Regions from separate parts of the Sus scrofa genome. Here region 1 is linked to region 2. Evidence: chromatin contacts called from public Hi-C data. All regions are on one chromosome and are shown on one strand. The core of a region is the stretch at or near the end of the contact, and the rest is flanking DNA. Distances in the headings are between cores, read along the strand shown. Region 1 overlaps C9H1orf21. Region 2 overlaps TSEN15 (tRNA-splicing endonuclease subunit Sen15).

Region 1 (6,283 bases), core at 3,309-5,808, 360 kb before region 2:
CCTTTGCCGTGAGTCTGCATTCTCAGTTCTAACCACAGTCCCACATCTTTAGTTAAGTGAACTCCTACCTTCAGCTTCCTTTCGTACCAAGTGGGGATTACAGCAATAATGGCTTGTGAAAAGGCCTTATAAACTGTAAAGTGTGACTCACATAGCTGTGCTTTCGATGCCGAGCAACAATTCAGGGACAAAGGAAACAGGCACAGTTAAAAGGCTCCAGGTGCAAAAGGAAGGTGCTGTGCAGCTCTGCAGAGACAGCTGGGGCCTAAAAGAGATCCAAACCCTGGACAGGTAAGGTCAGGTGTGCACTGCCAGGTGGCCGTTGCTAGCTAAGTGCTACCAGGCAGGTGCTGATGGCAAAACAAGTCCCTTTTGGCCACATCAGCCAGGATTCCAGGAAGAAGCCCTGGTTTTGAATTTCTGAATTCTGTGACATCACTCAGGAGAAAATAACCCTGAGGAGAATGCCATGAGTACAGAAACCCTCCCGCCTTCTCTCTTGTTGGCTGAGTCACTTTTTCAGAACTTCCCTCGGTAGAGACCAAGCCTTGCCCACAGCTCCAGTCCTCTGTGCTTTTTGCTGGACGGTACCCAAAGGCTGGGAGGCGAGGCTCCCAGCAGCATCTCTGCTGCCTGCTCCAGGGCCAAGTTCAGTCTTTTTTTCTGCCTGAGGAAGGGCTCCAGGCAGCTACAGAGAAGACTGGGCACCTGGAAGGTCAAGGGAGCAATGGAGGGAAACCCTTGAGACCGACAACCCAAAGGACACCACCAAGGGCCCTGCCGGCACTTCCCGCCAATGGCATCTGAGAACTTGCACGCTCCCTCATCTTACAATCAGGCTGCGTTGGAGCAATAAGTGACAAAGGGTCCTACTCTCCCGCTTATCTCTGTCTCTAATATTAAAAGAACAGGCTCCTGATACCGTTGGCAAGGGAAGGAAAATAGCACTTGGATTTTCCTCTTTTTTTTTTTGAAACATACAAAGTATAGCGCATTTCGTGACTTTCTGGCACAGAAAATTTTTCCAAACAGAAATTCAGACTGATTCCCCCTTGGCTAGATTAAATGCGGCATCCCGTGGCTTTCCAGTGTGGTCTGTTTCGAGAAGGATGAGGGGCAAAAGTGAAGAGGATGGGTCAGCTGAGCCCTATTTACCAGGAATGCTTGACTGCTCCTCGCCCCTGACCTTGCCGTAGGTGGCCCCTGCTGCTGACGCTGCTAACGTCTGGTCCTCCACGCAGCGCTGAGCAGTGGATGCCACTGGCATCTCCATGATGTAGACGAGGCAACTCAAGGCTCCTTGTCAAAGACAATGTGGGAAGCGGGGAAGCGGGAACAGATTTGGCTGGTGGGAGGGCATGGCTATGACTCTCTTACATGCCCAGGGTCTGGGCCTGTTCTCTCTCTCCTGTCACAGTAAGAAGCACCTATCAGACTGGCAGGAACTATAAAAGCAGAAAATAAAACCAACATGTTTCTGAGACCTTCTCTGAGTCAGACCCTGGCCTAAGCACCTTCACTTTGGAAGTGTGATGCGGAAGTGTGAGCCAGGGTGGGCTGGCTTCTATGATTTCATGAGCCCCGTGGGCACTTAAAGCCACTGAGACCTTTCTGAGGCTCAGCTTGAGACATTGTGGAATCTTCACAGACTAAACCCAGGGCCAGGTTCCTCACTCTTCTTTTTTTTTTTTTGGTCTCTTTAGGGATGCACTTGCAGCATATGAAAATACCAGGGATAGGGGTCAAATCAGAGCTGCAGCCGTCAGCCACAGCCACAGCCACTTGGAATCCGAGCCATGTCTGTGACCTACACTCCAGCTCAGAGCAACACCGAATCATTAACCCCCAAGCAAGTCCAGGGATCGAACCCACATCTTCATGGATACTAGTCGGGTTCTTTACTGCTGGAGCCACCATGGGAACTCCAAAATATGTTATTAAAATGAATTTCACCAGTGCCTTTTCTACTTAATGTGGCTGCTGGGGATACTTAAAGTACTTACGTAACTCAGGCTCTGCTTCTCTTGGATGGTGGCTGAAGTCACTAAAAGGTAATGTTGGTGTTTACAGTTTCTTTCCCTTGCAAGTTTCAGTTTTGGAGTTTGTTTATTATTGAATCAAAGAGAAAAGGGTTAGGCTGAGGCAGTGGCCCTCCGCGTCTGCTTGGCTCTCGAGGTGAGAAGGTACCCTTGGGCGGGGGACAGGGGACAGCCAGAGAGGCAGAGATTGGGAGCCAGCCCACAGGACCAGAAAGAGCAACTCTAACCTGTTCACCTCTCCGTGGGAATTGGGAATTGTTAGCTGCCTTCTCCTGCAGCTTTCCTGCTGACCTGTGGAAGCGTCTATTGACTTCTGAAGCTGTTGCCCAAAAGTCAGAGAGGACATCATCCCTCTCCATATTTTTTTTTTCCTTCGGTGAGTTGGTGAAGGAGGACCTTAAGGGCAGAGGTGTTTGATGAGTGTATGACAGACTTGGATCACAGTTATAAGAGCTGAAAAAAATGTAAGTCAAGATGAGTGAGGGAGTTCCTGTTGTGGCTCAGCGGTAATGAACCCGACTAGTATCCAAGAGGACATGGGTTCGATCCCTGGTGTCGCTCACTGGGTTAAGGATCTGGCGTTGCCGTGAGCTGTGGTATAGGTCACAGATGGGGCTTGGATCCTGCATTGCTGTGGCTGTGGTGTAGGAAAAATACATATATAATTTAACACAATATATCCAAAATATTATCATTTCAACATGCAATCAATAGAAAACTAGTGAGCTATTTCATACTCTTTTTTTTCTTTTTCATACTAAGTCCTGAAAATCTCCTGTGTAATTCACATTTACAGCATACCTCAGTTAGGACTAGCCTTAGTTCACATGCTTAACAGTCACATGTGGCCAAGGACTGCTGTACTGGACAGCACAGGTTTAAACATTATTCCCTCTCTTACTGTCTCACAAACACAAACACCGATGAATTATTCTTTAATTAATCTTCATTTTCTACAACCAGAAATTGTTACAGGAAGAAACAGTGAATTATTACTTTGCTTCCAAATGCTTTGAATTTTTAAATAAAGCTTATGTATTTTCTCATCTAATCTTCACCATAACCCATGAAGTTGGTCCCGACAATATGTATATAGTTAGCATAAAACCATCTCTGTCTCTCTCTCTCACGCACACACATACACACACCTCTGCAATGTATTCTCAATTTATGAAGCTAAGGATCAGATCAACACTGAAGCCACAGGGTAATATAGAGCCCAAGTGAAGGAAAGCAGCCAAATTCTTGCTTTACTGCTATTCTTTCACGGTAAATCCTATACCACCACCTCAGAAGAACTTACTACGGTAATCTAAGTACTTCCACTTAAGGGAATATTTATAAATATCAGGCTCCTTTGGTTCTTAACCAAGGCTACCTCATCAAGTAGCTGGCATAGTCAGGGTCCAGCCTAGTTCCTACACAATCTCTCTGTCTCCAGCTCCTGGCATTCCGGAACCTGTGTCCTCTCAAGGACCTGTGTCCTCTCAAGATCACACAGTCCCCACCTTCGGTGGGGGGGACTGACCAGCTCATAAGAGACAGGACGCACATGAGCAAAAACTCCAAATATGTAAGGATGTAAAAACATTCTGGGATGACAGGAAAGAGGTACTTTCTGAAGGTATTAGAAAAGCTTCACTCCAAGTTTGGAAAAAGCGCAGGATTTAAAGAGATGAAGAAAGAAGGAGAAAGGGTCCACGCCAAGCAGAGACCATGATATACCTGACCAGGAGGACAGAGATGTGCAAAGAGGTCACAGATGAGCTGTCCCATCCGGCCGAAGAACAGGGAACGTGAGGGTCAGGGTATGAAACAAGGCTGCCGGGGTGAATAAGAGCTATCTCCCCAGGTAGCTCTTATTCACCACTGATTTAAGATTTTAGTAAGAACGGGGTGCAACAGAAAGTTCTGGAGCAGGGGCATTAACACAGACAGAGGAGTACTTTAAAAACAAAACAAAACTGCAACAGTCTGACAATGGTGAAAAAAGAAAAAAAAAAAAAAAAAAAGGAGAGTTAAAAGCGCACCAAAAGCAGAGTTGCAAATACACAACAGCAGGGCTAATGGAGCATCCGTTCAGAGGACCCTGCGCTAGCCTGGGTTATGGGCTGTAACTACCTAAACAATGAACAATGGTGATGGTGGGGGAGAATGAGACTCACAGATCTGGGAACTGGAAGAGACAAAGGCCTCAAGCTTAAAGCCTTTTCAAGATTAAAGACTACATTATGGGAAGAATGATGGCGACCTTCACGCAAATAGGAAAGTCAATATAACTCGAGAGTTTTCCCTGTTGGGGGTGGGCTGCAGAAGAGAGAATGATCTCAGGGTTTGACATGTTCATTTCCCTAATAAGGCCTGAATCTGTTCTGTGCACCTACTTTAATAGTTTAAGTGAATGACTTGTTGAAAGAAATCCAACAAGCGCTTGGCTTTCCTTGGAACTTGCTTAACTAGTTCCTGATAACTTGAGCCTGTTGGTCACTTATTTTATGCAAGCTGGTCTTGGCACTCGGCTCAGCTGTCCTCTGCATGACCTCAGCAGATCTGCTGACCACTTTTCACATCTGCTCTGGCCACGGAGGGAAGGAAAATCCCAATTGTGAGATGAAGCTTTCTGGCCTGGACTTGACTTTTGAAAGGGCCACAGTACTGAGACACGACTTTAGATCTGAAATTTTTATGCTTCCATATTTAAAGCGAAAGAAAGTCATTAGGTAGATGGCAGTGATAAAGTTCCTCCTCAATGATCTCCCGAGGTCTATGAAATCTACGAAGCAAGGTTCTCATGTGTCACTTAATCCTCCACGGTGGGACGTTCGATAGAAATTCTGCCCCACACATGCGGCATGGTGTCTGGCTCCTAAATAACCAAAATGTCACAGAGACCAAAAGGCTTCACATAAACAGAAATTACTATTTGTAAAAACACACTGCTTATCAATGCTCCCCAGCATTTCCTGAGAAGCAACGAAATTAACACTTTTAGGAAAAGGATCGAAATGTGTACATACACACACACTCAGGAGACACATCCTTGAGAGCGTCCCCCAAATATGCCGCCTTTCACAGACACTGTCAACTCTTTAACAACATGTGGTGACAACATTTTTCAAACATTTAAAAACACTGAGCTTTTAAAAAGTGAATGAGGCCACTTTATAAGATGGAAAACACGGGTGTGATTTAACAAACAGAATAGAACTGTTCAGGTTGGAACAGAATCCAGTTATGAGTTCTCCTTGCCTCGGTCCATGGGTGTGGTAACCAGTCGCCAAAGATGAGTCCCAACAATCCCTCCCTCCCTAGAGGCACAGACGCCCCAGAGGGATGGAAAGCCTTTGTGCTCTCTTGACTCTGCACTGGTCTTGTGACCTGCTCTGCTCAACAGAATGCAGCACAAGTGACACTCTAGGACTTTCAAGGAAGCCCATCTTAAGAGGCCTGGGAGCTCCAACTTCCTCTCTCGGAAGCTAACCACCATGTGAAAAGTCTGACTACCCCAGTGGAAGAGAGGCCTGAAGCCACCGTGGTCAGTCAAGCCCAGCTGAGCTCCCAGCTGAATGCAGCCGTGCGCCTGAGCCCAGGCGAAAGACAGCAGAGGAACCCAGCCACCGCACAGAATCAGGAGAAATGACAATCAGTGCTGCTCAGTTTGGGGTCCTTGGCTACATGGTAAGAGATGACCACAAACAATGGGTGACAAAAGATACCAAATGGCTGAAAGTGAGCCAGATCCACCTTTCATCTGTGACCATCTGTGATTCTACCGGGATTTTGCAGACGTCTGCTTGTCAACTAACTCAAGTGGAGACGCAGACACAACCTTCTCTTGGCGAGTTCAAACTCTAGCCCTCAGTCACCTCGAGGATACTGGCCCGATGTTCACAATGGAATCTGACGATTCTACTCCCGGAACTCCATGCGACTAGATAACCTGTCTCCCTGGACGGACGTGAAGCTCTCTGCCTCGCCATAGGCCTGCTTTCTCTAACACCAGGCCACACACCTGCAGGTGCTGGTGCCAGAAAGTGTAATAAGATGCCAAATGCTAGAGTGAATAAAACTTCAGTGTAAGTACGGGGAGGGTGAAGAGAAGCTGGCAGACAGAGGCTGTGTGTGCATTTTCTGGCAGGAATTACATGGAGGCACACTGACAGCAATGACTGGGCAGCCTTGGGGTAAACTGAATTATTAGCCCCAATTCTTTTCTTTTTTTTTTTTTTTCTTCTTTTTTTTAG
Region 2 (6,549 bases), core at 259-2,758:
TTTCAAAACCTGAAATCTTGGCAAAAACAAAATGTTTGGAAGAAAAATACATCTATGAAATGGTCACAGTTTTTTCTTTTCCCCCTACCCTTAAGATAAAATAAAATCAGAGGGGGAGAAACGGTGGTAGAAAGAGGTGAGGGCAAAAGTGGAAGAGCTTGAATGGGTCACTAAGCAGACACCTGTGCTGCGTCCCCACTGCCCTCACTCTGTCTGACCGAGTTCCTGCTGCACAGGAGAGATAACAGACACTCCAGGGGAAGTCCTCTCATCCGAGATGAGAATCTGGCCAGCAGCTGTCCCCAACCACCTGCTGCTGCCGCTTCCAGGCTCAGCTAAAACCTCACAGACCCCACAACCATGCATCGTTCACCCAGCTTTGTATCAGCACAGCAGAGAAGGTCTGGCTAGGAAAGCCAGTCTAGATGGAGAGGGCCCCAGGCAGTCTGAAAGCGCCCCAGGGAGTTCAGGGACAGAACCAAGTACTTTCCAAGTGCCCAAGAGTACTGAAAGATCTTGTGCCCAGGGATTAAGAGGACACAAGACTTACATGGAGCAGGGACACTGTAACAGGGTACCCCATTCAGCCAGTGCCATCATGGACAGAGGAGAATCCTGAGGACTGGGGTCTACCCCCAACTTTCTCTCCCTATCTCATACTGCCACACCCGAACACCCCTAGAGCTACACAAACACTCCAGGTACATGATTCCACTAAATACTTATCCATCTCCCCAAAGAAGGCCCCAGCTTCCTCACAAACCCACCCCCATCCATCCATCCATACTTAACAAGCTCCCTTCAGAAATATTCTTGCAGGGTTCAACTAAACCCGCTACACTGCAGCACAAATACTTTTTTCCATGTTCTTAGGAAGTACAGACAAGAAAACAGTATGTGTTTTCTGGTCTGAGAAGAAGAAGAGTAAGGTCTACAGTTACCTTAGGTTCCTGACACATAAAAGGTCTCTCTTCTGAGTTCAGATATGAAATCCAGAGCCTGATTATAAAAGTAGGGGTGAGTTTGTCTTCCAAAGTTTCCTCCCACACTCCAGGGGGCCCCAGGTTGGTCTTTTCCTATCCTGGTGTCCCTCTTGTAAAGTCCTCTAACTATCTCCCCATGGCAACCTGGAACTCGTTCACATTCAAGCGACTCAGAACAGTCTGTGGTTTAACTTCCCTCCGCCTCTGCTCCCGCAGCCAATCAGCCGATGACTTTACTTCCTTGCTCTCCCTCCTCTCCTTTCCATTACCTGGAAAGCTGTTCTCTAGCTGCCCTCCTCAGTCCAGGAACACCATGGACATGCACTTCCTCTCCTGCTTGAAGATCACGGCCAGCCATGGGACTTGCTTCGGCCAATAAAACGTGGGCAGGGATGACAGGCTGCTTCTCCTGGATGTATTTAATTGCCGTACGTGACACCCCAGCACGTTCTTCTTCCTGCCATTAGAACCAACAACATTCCGGCTGTGGGAGGCTCTGTTGACCTGATTCCTAGAGTAAGGACTCCAAGCCTGTGTATAAGGGACTTGTAATGTGAGCAAGGAATCAACATTTGTTTAACTAATTCACTGGTTGTTACTGAATCTGTTGGAAAAGGTTATCAAGAGGATGTGACTCCTGGTTGACCCACGAGCTGGATAGGACATTTGAGGCTTCTCACCCCTCCCCTGTTCTTGGAGTATATAGGCTCTATCCACGTTCCCACAGTGGGAGCCATTCAAGGACGCAACCTTGAGACTGTAGTGTGCAGTTGAGACATCTGGACTGAATATGTGACTGAACCCAGTTAAGGCCTCAGTATAAATTTTTAAGATTCTGGAGGGCCGGGGCAGAGACCTACGTGTCTTGTGGCCACCCAAGACAAGCTTATATGTAAGTTCTCTTGCTTATTAACTGTTCGCTACCAATGTGAGTGGTGTGCCTCTTCCTCCGTCTCACCTTGCCCTCTGTATGGGATCCAGTTCCAGATTTCACCCAGGAGATTCCTGAGGCTGCGAACCAGCAACATCATAATCTCGCCCATCCTAACACACCTGAGCTACCAGCAGGTTTCAGGCTCTCGTCACTTCTCATCTGTGCTCTAACACACGCTACTCAAAGTGTGGTCTGTACACAGTGTCAATTCACAAAGGATTGCTGGTCTGGAATGAGAAGTACAGAAATTGAGAATAAACATTTAGAAATTCATATAACAATTTAACTGATTAACTTTATCTGTTGGGGCTAATAAATAAATATTTGGGTATAGAGTAACCCCAGATCATGGCATTGGGCCTTCTTGCCCAAGCTGTCCTGCAAAAATGCTTGCCAAATTAAACAGGATCAAAGCTTCAGGGTTAAGAAACAGCACTGGGAACTATAGCTAGTCACTTACAATGGAGCATGATAATGTGAGAAAAAGAACATATATATGTATGTGTGACTGGGTCACCTTGCTACACAGTAGAAAATTGACAGAACACTGTAAACCAGCTATGAAGGAAAAAATAAAAATCATTAAAAAATAAATAAAAAAATTAAAATAACAACAACAAAAAGAAACAGAACCATGAGAAGTTCCCATTGTGGCTCAGTGGTAATGAGCCCGACTAGTACCCATGAGGATGTGGGTTCAATCCCTGGCCTTGCTCAAGGGGTTAAGGAAATGGTGTTGCCATGGGTTATGGTGTAAGTTGCAGACTCGGCTCGGATCTCAAGTTGCTGAGGCTGTGGCGTAGGCAGGCAGCTGTGGCTCCAATTCGATCCCAAGCCTGGGAACTTCCACATGCTACAGATGTGGGCCTAAAAACCAAAAAGAAAATAAAAGAAATAGAATGACGGTAGGATTTCAAGCAATAGCAAGCAGATCCATGGGATATTTAGGGATTAAGACCCTTCCTCACTGATAGTGAAGTCATCATTTGAACGTTCCCTGAGTCTTCTCTTTGTACCAGCACAGAATTTAGTTCTAACAAACAAAGCACCTTTCTGAGCTCTTTCTCATTTAATATTAAATATTGTCTTAGGTTTGCCTACATAAAGAGCATGGACATGGATGTATTTATTCTTTGGAAGAAAACTTTATAAATATATTGCCTATGAAAATGATTTTCCAAATTATCCACACACAGCATGACATTTTGATACACTTGTTCAAGAGTACAAGAGGATAATATAACTGATCTCTAAATCACTTTCTAACTCCCTCCAGGACTAAGCGACTCTTTTTCTTCCCAAAGCCTCTTTGACACACATTAATATATTTCTCTGCACCACACAAGATTCTGAAAAGAACAGGGGCCTAGATGTTAAGAGACCTCGTTCTAGTCGTCATTGCCCACTCACTTGCTACCACCTGAAGCTGCTGCTCAACCACTCAGTCCCCTAATTGCTCCATCTATTAAACAAGGGTAGTAAATTAATAGTAAATAAATAATATCAGTTCTGTTGTGCAAATCAAAGAGTACTGAAGCACTTGAGAGAGAATAAAGTGCTACATTATCATTAGCATTTAGCATTTATATGTTCCGCTGCCTTGTAATACTCTCCAGTTATCTTGAACACACGGATTTTCTCCTTTCGAACCTAACAATAAGCCTTGGCAAGGTGCATGGTGTAATATTTCTCCATACCTGTCCAATGTTCAGGGCTTTGGGACAAATAACATACATACAACGATTGTTTGAAAATTGTTTAATTTACCAGACGTTGCTAAACCCCTTCACCATTAAGGAAACTGCATAAATTTCACACGCTGCCTGACAGGTATTCCTCACTCACAATGGTAATGCTCTTTTTTAGAGCTCTGGCTATCTGAACTCCTTGAAGGAACAGGTCATATCTCATTAATCTCTGTAACCCTGGCGTTTACAACATCATCTAAGCACAGAGAAGTCCAATTAATGTCTAAAGATAAATAATGTGTTAATAAATGAATGGATTCTAATTAAATACTTCCTTAATATGACCCCCATTCAGTACAATGAAATCTAAAAAAAAAATCTTTGATTTTAAACAGTTTTTTAATCTTCCAGAACCATCTAAACATTTCAAAAGCAGACCCACCCAATAAGTCATGAGATTTTCCCATCCTCTTTCCTAACAAGCCCAAACAGTTCTTATTCAAAAATCATTAACAAACAAACAAACAAAAACAAAGGAGTTCCCATGGTGGCGCAGCGGAAACGAATCCGACTAGGAACCATGAGGTTGCGGGTTCGATCCCTGGCCTCGCTCAGTGGGTTAAGCACCTGGCCCAAATCTAGCGTGGCTGTGGCTGTAGTGTAGGCCAGTGGCAACAGCTCTGATTAGACCCCTAGCCTGGGAACCTTCATATGCTGCGGGTGCTGCCCTAAAAAGACAAAAAAAAAAAAAAAAAAAAGATCATTAAGAGGCTTAGGCTGCAGGAGTGGGGGTGGTAAGGAACAGGACAGCTCTGGGTCTGAAAGGAGGGAAAATGGTACTTCTTGTGCAGAGAATATGCCATGATTCTGCGCATGTAAACAGTCAAGGTAAAATGCGGCAGATGAATAAAGAGCTTCTGTCTACAAGAACTATAAACTTTGGCAGGAACCACTGTGCCGCAGCAGCGAAAGCCCTCCTACTAGCTCTGCAAAGGAAAAAGTGACCTCAGAGAGGAATTCACAACTCAAATGCTCAGAAAGAGAAGATGAAGTACCCGAAGTACCATGATGTTTTGGTTAGGTCATTTGGTTCCAGGCGTATAAACGTGTGAACTGTTTCCATTGTTTTTAAAGTGCAGATTATAGGAGCTTTGTAGATACTGTTCTATTCTAGCTGTAGCTCTGAATTCCCAGGTGCCTCCGCCCTCAGGTTCTCGGGGAGGGATCTGCGGTGTTTAGGGGCACGTTCTAGTGGGGACACCGAGGCCAGGCGCAAAGTCAGTCAGTCTGGAGTCACTGGGCCTAGAGGCCTAGTGTTCCACTGAGCCGTCCCTGCTGGGGCGGGCATGGACGAGGGCCTCCGGAATACAAAATGAAGACAGCACGATGTGCATGCTCTTTCCCCACCCTGCTCCATATAGAGAAGGCTTCCCTTTAATGAAAAAGTTTATAGGTGTAACAGTAGCATTTGTGTCTCTGGCCACTGGTATTCAGCCAGTTTACTGAGTGATTCAAAGCTGGGGTCTCTTGCTATGTGATCTGATCTCGAAATTGTATTTATATATTAGGATTTTGCAAGGAAAAAATGAAGTGCATCATGGCATATGGATATGAACAAAACCATAATCTTGAAAAAAAAAAAACCACCCACCCACCCACCCATGCCCCAAACAAGTTTTTGTTTTTAAATATAGATCTCTATTCTGAGCAAAGCATGAATCAATTCACATATTTAATGTCAGTAGAGAGTGTAATTTTAGAGGCATGTCAGAAAGAAAAAGGGGGTGTGAGCACAAAAAACTTATTTATATTTTTATTTATGTGATTCCCCACAGACTGAAAATAAATTTTCAAGAGCACCACATCTCAAGTTAATTCTTTCCTCAAGTCTGAAAATGCTGTGCTTATTTAGCAGTGCCCTCTGCTGTCCAAATCTTAGTGTGCCTTGAGGCAAAAAGTAAACCCCTACACAATTAAATGAGCGTACAATCAGCATTCGTTCATTCACCAAATACTTATTGAGAGCTTAGTATAGGCCAGTTTGGGGAAGGTGGTGGGATACACAAACGTAAGACTTAAAGATTCAGAGAATAAACTAGGGGTTACCAACAGGGAGTGGGACTGAGGCAAGGGCAGGACAGGGGTAGGAGATTAACAGATACAAACCACCATGTGTGAAATAAATAAGCAGCAAGGATATATTGTACAGGAGTTCCTGTCATAGCTCAGCGGTTAACAAATCCGACTAGGAACCATGAGGTTGCAGGTTCTATCCCTGGCCTCGCTCAGTGGGTTAAGGATCTGGCGTTGTCGTGAGCTGTGGTGTAGGTTGCAGACAAGGCTCAGATCCTGCGTTGCTGTACTCTGGTATAAGCTGGTGGCTACAGCTCCGATTCAACCCCTAGCCTGGGAACCTCCATATGCCATGGGTGCAGCCCTAGAAAAGGCAAAAAGACCAAAAAAAAAAAAAAAAAAAAAGGATATATTGTACAGCACAGGGAACTATACCCATTATGCTATAACAACTTTAAATGGAGTATAACCTATAAAAATATTGAATACTTTGTTGTATATCTAAAATCAATATAATTTTACAAGTAAACTATACTTCAATAAAAAAATTCTTTTAAAAAGATACAGTTCCTTGTCCTGTTCCTAAGGAGCCCATAGTCTAATAAGAGAGACAAATGTAAATACAATTACAAAGTTATTGGACCCCATAAAAGAAATCACTTTACCTAGTTTTTCACTAAAATGAGACCAACGGAGCTGGGTTGTCTCCATTTCCAAACTGTCATGGACCATTATTCACATTAGCAGATCTCGGGCTGGCCTTGGACAGAACAACTTTGATCAAGTACACAGGGAACATTCTGAAAAAGAGTAAACATCCCAGGACACACAGTGAGTCTGAGAGCTAGTTTAAAGATTTCTGTGAGAAAGC

What was found. A called contact is a pair of places that touch in the nucleus more often than the background predicts.
Region 1: a Hi-C map of heart right ventricle shows a contact between it and region 2, with 2.8 times the contacts expected there. The contact joins two enhancer-like sites. A contact is called at or near these places in 2 of 47 Hi-C or Micro-C datasets (epiblast stem cells and heart right ventricle) and 1 of 2 datasets of contacts at active chromatin or transcription factors (skeletal muscle).

The regions. Positions count from the first base shown.
Region 1 is chr9:125,704,491-125,710,773 of Sscrofa11.1, reverse strand. All of the region lies in intron 2 of C9H1orf21, which reads right to left. Among named protein-coding and RNA genes, the nearest start is that of C9H1orf21, 95 kb to the right of the region's middle. Within about 2 kb of position 4,558, at least 13 of the 83 cell types and tissues checked have an H3K27ac peak or open chromatin away from gene starts, as enhancers often do.
Region 2 is chr9:125,338,745-125,345,293 of Sscrofa11.1, reverse strand. It overlaps TSEN15 (tRNA-splicing endonuclease subunit Sen15), which reads right to left. Exons shown (of 9, transcript XR_002335966.1): 5 at 6,344-6,478; 6 at 1,942-2,144; 7 at 1,253-1,440. Among named protein-coding and RNA genes, the nearest start is that of TSEN15, 41 kb to the right of the region's middle. Within about 2 kb of position 1,508, at least 2 of the 83 cell types and tissues checked have an H3K27ac peak or open chromatin away from gene starts, as enhancers often do.